Linked DNA regions of Mus musculus: region 1 is linked to region 2. A link is a contact called in public Hi-C data. All regions are on one chromosome and are shown on one strand. Each heading gives the region's core, a stretch centred on a gene start, on an enhancer-like site or on the middle of the called end of the contact. The rest is flanking DNA. Distances are from core to core; before and after follow the strand shown. Region 1 overlaps Mrm1 (mitochondrial rRNA methyltransferase 1). Region 2 has its middle 67 kb from the start of Lhx1os.

Region 1 (5,809 bases), core at 2,633-5,132, 220 kb before region 2:
CCCAGGCTGGCCTCAGATCCCTCAGAAATCCTCCTGTGTTAACCTCCTTAAGTTGTGTGCCATCATGCCCGGCTTAAATCCCGTTTTAAAATGCTTATACATAATACATCTCAATTTGGAATAGCCATATTTCAATCCTTAATAGTCACGTGTAGTAGGGCTGGAGAAATGGTGGAACAGTTAAGAGCACCGACTGCTCTCTCAGAGGATTCCCAGCACCCACGTGGTGGCTCACTGCCATCTATGACTCCAGTTCCAAGGGATCTGGTGCCCTCTTCTGGCCTCCCTAGGCATCGATCACATGTGGTGTGTACACTTACATGCAGTTTAACTCTCATGTAAAAAACAAAACAAAACAAGAAGACAAAGTTAAAATCTGTAGGAAGTGGCTTGGTGTGCTCTGAGATTTTCATATTGACCAGCACATGTCTAGAAGCATGTCTGGCTTCATCTCACAGGCAGCCCCCCTTCTGAGGAACTGTCCGAGACTGGTGGGAAGTGGAGTTCTCTCCTCACACCCCACACTCCCTGCCAGCATTGGGCCACAGAATTGTTTCCCCTGGTTACTGGGGAAGAGCTGGAGGCAGCAGCCAGCCCTGTGCCCCACCCACTGCCTACCAAAGCCTGCTCCATCGATACCAGCCCCACTGCAGCATGCCAAGAGTCTTCTGTGTTCATCTGACCTCATGTTAATCAGAACCTTCCCTTCGTACCCCATCAAAGCCCCGGACAGTCACAGTATCCTTCATGTTGCTTCAAAGGTCCATTCTTAGTTCTCAGGTACTTGACAGGTCTACAGCATCTAGCACATATGGTCATTCTGATTTTGTCTTGTTTTGTTTTTAATCACCTTTTTTTTCAGCAATCAAACTCAGCTTACACTAGGCAGACACATTGTCCGTGAGTCACAGCCTCACCCACTCCCCCTGGCCGTCCCTTTGCCTCTGCACTCTCCTGTAGGCATCTCCAGTGAATTCTCTTTGATCCCATGACCTCCAAACACTGTCATGTTCCAAGTCTCAGGCCTTGGATCTCTTTTGTGTAAATTGGCTTAATTTTTCCCCCCTAATCTAGTTGCCTAGCTTCATTTATTCCCTTGTATTGGCTTTTTGAGAAAAGGATCGGCTATGTAGCCAACCTCAGATTCATGATTCACAATCCTCCTGTTTCAGTGTCTCAAGTTCATATATATACATATATGTGTGTGTGTGTGTGTGTTGGGTATGTGTGCTACAGTGTGTGTGCATGTAGAGGTCAGAGAACAACTCTCTGGAGTTGGTTCTTTCTTGCCATTATCTATTTATTTATTTATTTATATATTTATTTAGAGATGGGGTTTCTTTGTGTATCCTTGGCTGTCCTGAAACTCACTCTGTAGATCAGCCTGGCCTTGAACTCACAGGAACCTGCCTGCCTTCCAAGTGCCGGGATTAAAGTTGTGTGCCGCCACCACCACCTCCCCCATCACTGTCACATTTAAACTCCTGACTTTCTTTCTTCTTCTTCTTCTTTTTTTTTTTTTAAATTAAAGGCAGGTTTATTTTGAGTTCACTGTCCCCAAGGACCAAGGCCAGGGAAGTGGCCATGGGGAAAGGGGAGGGGGGAAAGGGCAGAGAGAAAAAGAAAAAGGGTACTCCTGACTTTCCATTCCCCAGTTCCAGATTACTCCACTCCTCTGCTACACAGCTCTCTCCCTCCGCTCCCACAGTGGGCATTTCAGACTCCTTGTTTCCAGGTCTGACCATGGCTATCTGTTTTTCTAGGACCTGCCCAGCTCAGTTGTCCAGCCCAGACATTACCTCTGACTTCTTGATCCCACAGCTATGTCCCCAGATCCTTGTCCTTGGAGTTACTGTCACACCATCCCCATTTCTCACTGTTTCCTCTGCTACCCTTGTCGGAGTCCCCAGCTCCCTGGACTGGGGCTTGGGCCTCAGCATGGCAGGCATAATGATTCTGCTGAGGCCCGAGTCACACTGCGTCACTTGGCTCATAACCTTTCAAAGCACTAGGTCTGTGGTTCATACTTGTAATCCCAGTACTTGATTGAGAAACTTAAGACAGGAAGATCACCATGGGTTCAGGCCAGCCTGGGAGATATATATATATATGATGTATATGAGTACACTGTCACTCTCTTCAGACACCCCAGAAGCGAGCATCAGATCCCATTACAGATGGTTGTGAGCCATGGTGTGGTTGCTTGAAATTGAATTCAGGACCTCTGAAAGAGCAGTTAGTGCTCTAAACCACTGAGCCATCTCTCCAGCTCATGAGCTCATATCTTAAAAACTAAGACAACTGTTCAAAGCTTTTTTTATTAGTATAAAAGCCCTATGTTTCCAGTGACCCTTGAGACCTAACCCTATGTGATCATTGTCCTGCCACTGGCCAACTTAATAGTCTTTAGGTATGACAGGTGGGTGGGGTCTTCGTGCCTCCATACTTGCAGATCTTCCTGGAAGTCTGTAACCTTCTCCCACTGTCTATGAGAACTTACTCGTTAGTTATCTTCAGACCCGTCTTTTTGCCATCGCTTCAAAGGGGACTTCTACCATCACTGTGTCCCACAGCTGGGATTTTAGTCTGTATGTTCTTGACCTTAGTGCCCAGAGCAAATCCAGACCAGGTAGAGGTCCTGGCTGACTTCCTAAGTTGAAGACATTTCTCAGTGAATGTGCGTGTGCAAGGCTGGACCTGTCCTTGACCGTGTAGCTCTGATGAAGATTCGGTGCACCAGCACATGGCATTTTCTTTCCTCTTCTAGGCCAAGGCCCAGCAGGGGTGGCTCGTGGTGGGCACAGTGGGCTGCCCAGGTCCTGAGATCTCCCAGTCCTCCAAGGTCCCCATCACTAGCTGCTTAGAGTTCGTCTGGGACCGGCCTACCCTCCTGGTGCTGGGTAGGTAGGGTATACCTGCTTTTATATTTGCTGATGTCATCTGCATGTGGACATCATTTGCATGTGGACATCTGGCTAATACTGTCTCGTGTTCTGCAGGCAGTGAGGGCTCTGGTCTGTCCCAGGAGGTTTTTGCCTCCTGCCAGCTGCTCCTTACTATTCTGCCCAGACGCCACCTGCCTCCTGGTCTTGAGTCCTTGAATGTATCTGTGGCCACAGGTGAGTCTACCCCTCCCCTCCCCTTCCCTCCCCTCCCCTTCCCTCCCCTCCCCTCCCCTCCCCTCCCGTTTTCTGATTGATTTAACCTGAACAAGCTTCCCGCTCTGTGCTTCCCTTGTGTGTGTAAAGCAAGCGTGCCCTGCCTGTGTTGTAACCCTATCCTCTTCTTGCCTTTAGGTATTCTTCTACACTCCATTTGCAGTCAGAAGAAGGGTTTCCCTGTACAGGAGAGAGGACAACTTCTCCAAGACTCCTGAGAACCCTTAGCTACGTCTGAAGGACTCAGAGAGGCCCAGTACCCAGGACTACTACCACTGTGGTCAGAAAAACCGGCCAAATGTGGGCTGACATTGACTGTCTGAGATGTGCGTGTGTAGGAACCGCAATGAGTCACACATCCGTCCTCAGGCTTGGATGTAATGGGCCCTCTACTTGTAAGAGCCTGTTTACTGGCTACAGTCAGGAGAACTTTAGAGACCAAAAGAAGTTTCGTATCCAGTTGGAAATGGTAGTTCGCTAGTTTCCAGGACGGGTTAGGACAGACAGTATCTGTCCTGGATCCCAGTGGAAGTCAGGGGGCTGTTCTTGGCATGCGGAGGAGCAAGGCAGTCCAGCGCAGGGTGTGTGGGATGTGAGGGTGAGTTTGTAGAGGGAAGCTGACTGAACAGATGCATATTCCTGTCTCTTGGGATGATGGGGATAGGACACCAGATCTCATCAGCGAGCCCTGAGCCGCTGAGCTGTCATGCCCAGTCTCTCCATTAGGTGGCAGTCTTGCTCTTTGCACCATGGTTTTGCAGGCCCCTTGCAAGGAGAGCCCTCTGTGGAGGTGGGAGTGGAAGGCTTAGAGATAGGGAAAATAGCCAACAGCTTCTAGACACTGGCCAGTCCAGCCCCGTGGAGGGAACCTGTGATCCCAGGCCCTTGTTGCCTCTTTGAGTCTGAGAGGCTGTGAAATCAGGATTACTTTTGTGGAATCCGACTAGGCTTGCCCCGTCCTCTAGAGTCCCACAAGTGGAGCAGAAGTGATATTGCCAAGTAGTGGTTTCACTCTGGGCTGCATGCTGGAACACCTAATAAGCTTTAAAGGAACAAGGCCAACACAGCAGCTACTGTGTGCTGCTGGGAAGGGCAGGAACACCCTGGGCAGTACCATTTCTTTTTGTTTTTGAGGCAGTTCTGTGTATCTATGGTCTCCTGAAACTTGCTATTTAGCCGAGGATAACCTTGAACTTTTGATCCTCTTACCCCACTATGCCCAATTTATATGTTGCTGAGGATAGATCCCAGAGCTTTGTGCAAGCTGGCATTCACTCTGCCAACAGAGCTACATCTGAGCCCTAGGCTGGATAATTCTCTGTTGTAGGAACCGTCCTGAGCATCGTGAGAGGTATCCACCAGATGGCAAGAAGTCTGCACCCTATCTCTCATTATGAAACCAAAACTGTCTCCACACATGGACGGGTATCTGACCGACAGCCCTGAGGGTGGGATGGGAGGACAGCAACCCTTGAATTGGAATCCTGGATGTTGTAAGAGTTGGGGTGAGTTGCCTCCATGCCTCCTTTATATCCTCGGAAGATGTATGTAGTAGGTGCTCAATAAATAAACACTCCTTTCCTCTGTAATCTCCCTGGAGTTGATTTGTAGGTTCCTAACAGCTATGTACACTTACTACAAAATTTGAATCTGTTTACAGAGGACCTATAGTAGTAACGTGTCTTGTTGCTGTTTGGGAAATGCCTGACAGAAACATCTAAGGGAAGGGTTTGAGTTTGAGGAAATACTGTCAATTCATCATACCAGGGAAGACACAGCAGCAGGATGGGTGTGAGGCAGTGCACCCCATCACGGCAGGAAGTGGGGTGAAGGGTGCTGATGCTCCCTTTTCCCTTTTCATTTAGCCCAGGACTCCAGCCATGGCACAATGCTCCCCACACTCAGGGAGAGTCATCCCTGAGTCCTCCCTGGAACACCCTCACAGCCATGCCCCCAGGTGTGTCTCCCAGGTGATTCCAAACCCAGGCAAACAATAAAGATGAACCGTCACAGGGCCCACAATTGCCTTAAAGCTTTCCACCCAAGAAAGACAGTGAACCCTTTTGTCAGCGCCCTTCTCCGTGTGTCCCCAACTGCCACAGATGCGCCAAGGTCCACCAAGCTCGAGTCCAACAATGTGCTCCCTCACTCAAGAGCCTAGGGCAGGGATTTTTTTCCTTTTGTATTGTTTTCTTATTTTTATTAACTCATATAGAGGTTTTTAACATTGCCTGGCCTTGGAGCCATGGGGTAGGGAAGAGCTCTTAAAGCCCAGGGTCACTAGATCAATTAAATAGTGTCCTGGGACTGGAGAGATGGCTCAGTGGTTAGAGCAGTGGCTGCTCTTCCTGAGGTCCTGAGTTCATTCCCAGCACCCACGTGGTGCCTCACAACCATCTTGTAATGGGATCAGATGCCCTCTTCTGGTGTGCAAATGTACATGCAGGCAAAACACCATATACACAAATAAGTAAACCTTTAAAAATAAATAGATGTCTCCAGGGAAGGAGCCTGGTAACATTCTTGCCTTTCTTTCTTCTTTCTCTCACTCTAGAGTGTGTGTGCGCGTGTGAGTGCATGTTCATGAACGTGTGCATGCGACACACAGGTGGAGGTCAAAGGACAACTTGCTGGAGTCAGTTCTTTTCTTT
Region 2 (5,562 bases), core at 1,046-3,545:
TGGAGGCAAGGAGACAGGTTAAGAGGCAATACTTTCCTAGCTGTTACTAAATTCCTTCCTAGGGGGGAAGTGTCTACCCTAAGGTCCAGAGGCAGGGTTTTTGCCAAAGTTCCCTCTGGAGAATCAATGCCTTTACTGGGCTTCCTTATAAAGCATAAGTAAGGGGATATTTACAGGGGTGTGGATGCTCTTTCCCCCAACAGGTCATGCTTAGAAAGTCTTTACCCAACAGGGATGAGGGCTTCCCTGTCCCAGCTTCTATATTCTAGCCCCTCTGAGAGGCCACATGCAACTAAGGCAGAGTCTCGTAAAACAGGTTCTATGGACCATCTGGACATGCAGGTGAAGGCCTCGTGATCCTCTCCACCCCTCTATGAAGGGGTGTCAATAGTTAGCCCAGCCAGGAGGTTTTGCAAGAGGTGTACATCTGAACTCCCCAAGATGGCGGTTGCTTAACCCAGAAGACAGTCACATCCCTTCAGAGGCACCTCGGGCTGGGTAGGGGGCAGAAACTGGAAATTATAAGGAGAAGCATCTGGTATCTGACTTCGACGTGCCACTTGCCTACACACAGATACCAGAGCACAAGCCTCCTTGAAACAAGAGGCTGAAGTAGAGAGTCTGGTTTTCACTTTGGTCCTACACAGCATAGTTCCCTACCCCCTGCCCCCCACGGCTCTTCACTAGCTAGTGTTATAAGCACTAAGTCCAAGTTTGTGAATTCGTTCCCCAAACACTCCCAGCATGTGAGCAGCAGAGGGGAGGACGGAGCTCTGCAGACACCTGGCTCTTGCCCTCCAGGCTCTTCCAGTCAGCAGGGGAGATGGGCCATGTGTGCAAACAGCAGCAACACAAAGTCTGATGTGTCCAAGGCAGAACTTGATTGTTTTTAACCGAAGGCTGTTTGCAAGGGCAGTAAATGATTAAGGACCACATGAGTGGCACAGATGGTGGTTGCCTTCACAAGTTAGAAGCCAGGGAAAGCCCTCTTCACTGGGGGCCTTGGAGATGCAGAGGGGCAGGGCTACTGAGAGACAGGAACCAGGGAACTGGGTTCAAAGTCCCAGCTGGGCCATAAGGTGAGTAAGGTGACGGTACCTCTTTGTATCTTTATTTCCTCATGTAATAATAATAATAATAATAATAAGGAAAGGGGACTGATGATTTAGTGGGTAAACGACTACCGTGCAGACTGAGGACTTGAGTTTCAATTCCTGGAGTCCGATTCCAAGCTTTTCCTAGGAACCAGTGTTCCTATGGACAGATGGGAGGAGAATCTGCGATGCTCATGGGCCAACTAGCCTTGCTCATGGCGCAGCTAACAACAACAAAAGGACCCTCAGAAAGGTAGAACTCAAACCACGCCTGTGGCTGTCCTGTGACCTCCACATACACACCATGGCACATACAAACCTGTATTCACACACATCATAGACACATATTATGCATGTGGCCACTCACGTGTGGCCACTTACATGCACACACGCACGCACGCACGCACTCACGCGCGCACACACTAATGGGACTACTGAGGATATGACTGGGCTTGTAAACCTTTGCCCTGAGTTTGATCTCTAGCCCTGCATAAGGTCTATAATCCCAGCACTTGAGAGGTAGAGGCAGAGGACTCAAAAAGTCAAGGTTATCTTCAACCTCGTGTTGAGTGAAGGCTAACCAGAGCTACTTGAGACCTTACATTCATAAGGAGAGAGAGAGAGAGAGAGAGAGAGAGAGAGAGAGAGAGAGAGAGCCAGCCCTGTGGAAGCAGAAGGGAGATGGAATAATAAAGCGAATGTTCCTGTGAATGCTAGGGTATTCTGGTATTCTTCCTTTGTAGGGATTGGGATGCACTCAGCCATGGTCATAGTATGTATCTTGCACTCAGTGTTTTGGAGACAGGAGACTCTGAGAGTTGCAATCTTGGAATGGTTTACAGGACCGGGCATCTTTGGGCAGTGATGTCTATCTAGGTCACAGCATCTGTAAAATAGGGTAGACACTCCTACCCCCCTGTTTACCCTTTGGCAAGGGTTTCCAGAGCCATATGCAATTGCCATAGGAACTTCCCATTCTTAACCAGGTAGTTTTTAATCACTAACCTTCCTGGGTAGGGGAGAGCCCCCATGTTGCCCAGTTCTTTTGCCATCTGAAGCGCCTGCCCCCATGACTCTGCTCAGTGTGGGAGGGGACCCAAGTTCCAGCCCTCCCTCTGTGGTCCAGATAACACCAGGCCAATGGGGACCTGGCCTGGGGAAACGTCCCAGATAAACACCACCTGCCCCAGATAACCAGGGCCTATCAGCTTGGCATCTTGTTCTCCAAACCACAGGCGCTGGTGATAAAGGGATTGCAGGGGAGGTGGGGGAGGGTACTGCTGAAAGTTTCACAGGGTTTTGTTAAGGTGGCTGTTGTTTGCAACAAATGTTTGGCCCTTTCAGGAACAAACAAGTCCTCTGGTAGTCAGGGCCTGCCAACTCGCCTTCCCCTCCCTTCCTCATTTGCATCTCGAATCAAAAGCCAGACAGCCATTTGTCCCCTTTGCTGCGGTTCTACAAGGAGGACAAGAAGGCATCAGAGATGAGATTAGGAAGTGACAGACAGGCAAATTCCACTTAAAGGGTGTGTGTGTGTGTGTGTGTGTATGTGAGTGTGGGAGTGGGGGGATTCTTACTCAGGAACACCAGTGTTTACTGAGTACTTTCTATGTATTTGATCTAATGCTGCCTTTGCTTCCATTCTCCAGGTAAGGTAGCTGAGTCTGAAGATCACAAGTCACAACTAGAGTCTAGGCATAAAGGTTCTAAACCCTGCTTACCTTTGTCCCCAAACCTGTGCCCATATCTGGGTGTTCCTAGGACCTGAAGACCAGCATCTGCCCTCCTGGGTCCAAGGACCTTTGAACCACTCCTGGAAGCTGTCTTTCGCGTCAAGGTTGGGATGGCTGTTTTCCTGGCTTACCAGCTCCCAGTTCTTAGCATCCTTGGTGATCTAAAGCAGGCCCACCTTCCTACCTTTGAGCCGTTGCTCAAATGCTGCTGTCTCAGTACAGGTTTATGCCACTATTCTGCATACGTACTGGTCTGCTACGCACCCATGTTCTCTAGTCTATCACCTCTACCATGTCGGTCTCATAAGATAGACAGAGACAAAGAGGGCCAGTGTAGAGATGAACCATGCCCAGAATCTAGCAGCCAGTGAGCGAGAACATGAGCTAGAGAATGCTAGAGGAGAAAACTGGGGGTCAGTTTTTACTCGCCAAAAGAACTCACTGTTAACTAAAGCAGTCACAAGAATGAAACCCTGGGTCACTTAGGTATTCTTATCACAATTATTGAGTGTGTGCATGTGTATAGAATGTGTGGGTAGGTCAGAAGACAACTTACAGGAATCGATTCTTTCCTTCTGCCATGTGAGCCCCTGAGATTGAACTCAGAGAGTCAGATTTGGAGGCAAGCATCTCTACCCACTGAGCCATCTCACCTATCCAAACCTAGGCCTCTTGGTTTGCAGTGTAGGGTCCTTCCCAGGCTCCCAGAGTGGGGATAGATGCTCAGACACATAGAGGTTAATGAGACGGACACAAAATGTACACATTTTCAAGTATACATTCACACAGACAATCCTGTGATACCACGTGGGATCACTCCCCCAGACCATGTCAGGAAGCAGTCCCTGCCTGTCAAGATTTGCTCCCCTCCCCTCTTTCCTCACCCAGGAGGTGGGGGGTCCATCTGTAGAACAGCACCAAGCCACGAGGCTCCACGCTGTGCTTAAAAAGGCCACTTAATTTTTCATTCTTAAATGCTGAGATGCTCTTGTCTCCAGCTTCGCCCAGACCCCTCCGTGGAGATGGATGGGGGCACGGAACACAGTTATCAGAAAGATTAAGCCAGGACTTGTCATTTTTTTATATCACAGAGCAGTCAGCTCGACGAGTGATGTCCTCCACTCCGCCAGGATGAGTCCAGAACCTTTAGTGCCAGTAGTAAAAAAGACTATAAAAAACACCATTGGAGAAAGGGTAATGATGAAATTTAACTGCTCCCGATCACACACCTGGGGTCTGCTCACCACGGAACCAGGGGGTTCGGCCACATCATCCTTTACTGCTGTGTCCTTGTCTGTGCATCTAAGGTCCTTCCACTGAACCAGAACGTTGTGTCCACTGCAGAGAGCCGGGGCTGCCTGCCCTGCTCCGCCCCCACAGCAGGTGCTGAAGGAACAGCACTGACTCCACCCTTAGAGGCCAAAAAGGAGCCTTGGGGCACAAACTTCCAGGGGTCATACCTGGAGCTCAGGGTTGTACAGGAGCTACAGTCAGCACTGCTACTGAAAACAAGGTGGGACCGGCCTGTTTACTGCTGGCTGCTGTGATTTCCCTCCTTCAGTTTCCCTCCCTCCCTCCCTACCTCCCTCTACTTTGCTTTTATGTGTTGGGTACTTTGCTAGGTACACAAGTACCACCTGCTCTTCTTACTGATCTTCGACATTTCCTCCTAGCTCACCCATTCTTGACACTGGAGTCCACCCCATAACACCTCTGCATATCTCCTAATGTTCCCTTCTAGCCACCGTGACATCCTTCAAAACTGTTAGCTCTCCCCAGCTTCTGGGCTCTTGCACACATCACTGTGCTCCCCTGCCTGGGGTCCTTGGGTGACTATCACCTTCCCATTGGCAGGTCAAAGGCACCTCCTCCAGGAAGCTCTCCCTGCCATCCTCTGGGCCTGCTTCCTTCGCAAAGCTTCCTGCATTTACCCTGATGTGTGTGCTTCACCTAAGGGCTCAGCACTGCTTATCAAATCCACTGGATGGAGAGCCCAAGTGGAGGACACACTTCTGGGTCTTGAGACTTAACTGTAAATCAGATGAACTCCCAGTCATGTTCCAATAGAGGTGGATAGACTAGGGTTGGCACCCTCATATCAATAAAGGCGTGTCTGAATTTAATCCTCCCCTGTTAGGTAGGTGACTTATCCTGATCATGCCACTAAGGATCCTTGGTGCAAAATAGAGCTTCTAGACCAGGTCTCACTGCACAATGGTGTCTCCTCTCTACCCCACCTGTCTCTAGCTCACTGGCCTCTTGCTATGCCCAGTAAGACCATATGCTCTGTCCACTGATTAAGAACAGGCCTACCTTCCTACCTTTGAGCCGTTGCTCAAATGCTGTTGTCTCAGTACAGGTTTATGCCACTATTCTGCATACGCACTGGTCTACTTAGCACCCACACTTTCCATTTTATCACCCCTACCTTTACCAAAGCTGTTTCCCTGCAAGAGCACAGATTTTGCTTTTCCCACTCCTTGCCTATCTACAGGGTCTGGAAGCAGGGCTCAGTTACAGGCTCTGTGAATACACATTAGAAACACAAGGCTGCATAGGGCTGGCTTTCTGGCTGTAAGAACCTGTTAACCATGCAAAGTCACTGTCTATGGTGTGTGAGCGCTTCCATTTGTACAGGATGCTGCTCCAGTCAACAGGGATGGACATGGCTTCCTGAGGGTGAGGCATCTTCTGGCAGGAGTGTACATTAGAAAGAATGCCCCCAACAACACATG

What was found. Hi-C and Micro-C count contacts between places; a contact is called where the count stands out from the background.
Region 1: a Hi-C map of the MNK3 cell line shows a contact between it and region 2, with 5 times the contacts expected there. The contact joins two enhancer-like sites. A contact is called at or near these places in 1 of 39 promoter capture datasets (embryonic stem cells), 3 of 484 Hi-C or Micro-C datasets (the MNK3 cell line, embryonic stem cells and nephron progenitors), 2 of 115 datasets of contacts at active chromatin or transcription factors (embryonic stem cells and stem cell-derived neural progenitor cells) and 1 of 9 other capture datasets (embryonic stem cells).

The regions. Positions count from the first base shown.
Region 1 is chr11:84,811,999-84,817,807 of GRCm38.p6, reverse strand. Mrm1 (mitochondrial rRNA methyltransferase 1) reads left to right here. Exons shown (of 5, transcript NM_145433.1): 3 at 2,768-2,900; 4 at 3,000-3,119; 5 at 3,297-4,747. The coding sequence ends at 3,376. Among named protein-coding and RNA genes, the nearest start is that of Mrm1, 4.6 kb to the left of the region's middle. Within about 2 kb of position 3,882, at least 58 of the 459 cell types and tissues checked have an H3K27ac peak or open chromatin away from gene starts, as enhancers often do. A contact at or near this core is called in the MNK3 cell line, where this site is marked.
Region 2 is chr11:84,589,859-84,595,420 of GRCm38.p6, reverse strand. No RefSeq gene overlaps it. Among named protein-coding and RNA genes, the nearest start is that of Lhx1os, 67 kb to the right of the region's middle. Within about 2 kb of position 2,295, at least 20 of the 459 cell types and tissues checked have an H3K27ac peak or open chromatin away from gene starts, as enhancers often do. A contact at or near this core is called in the MNK3 cell line, where this site is marked.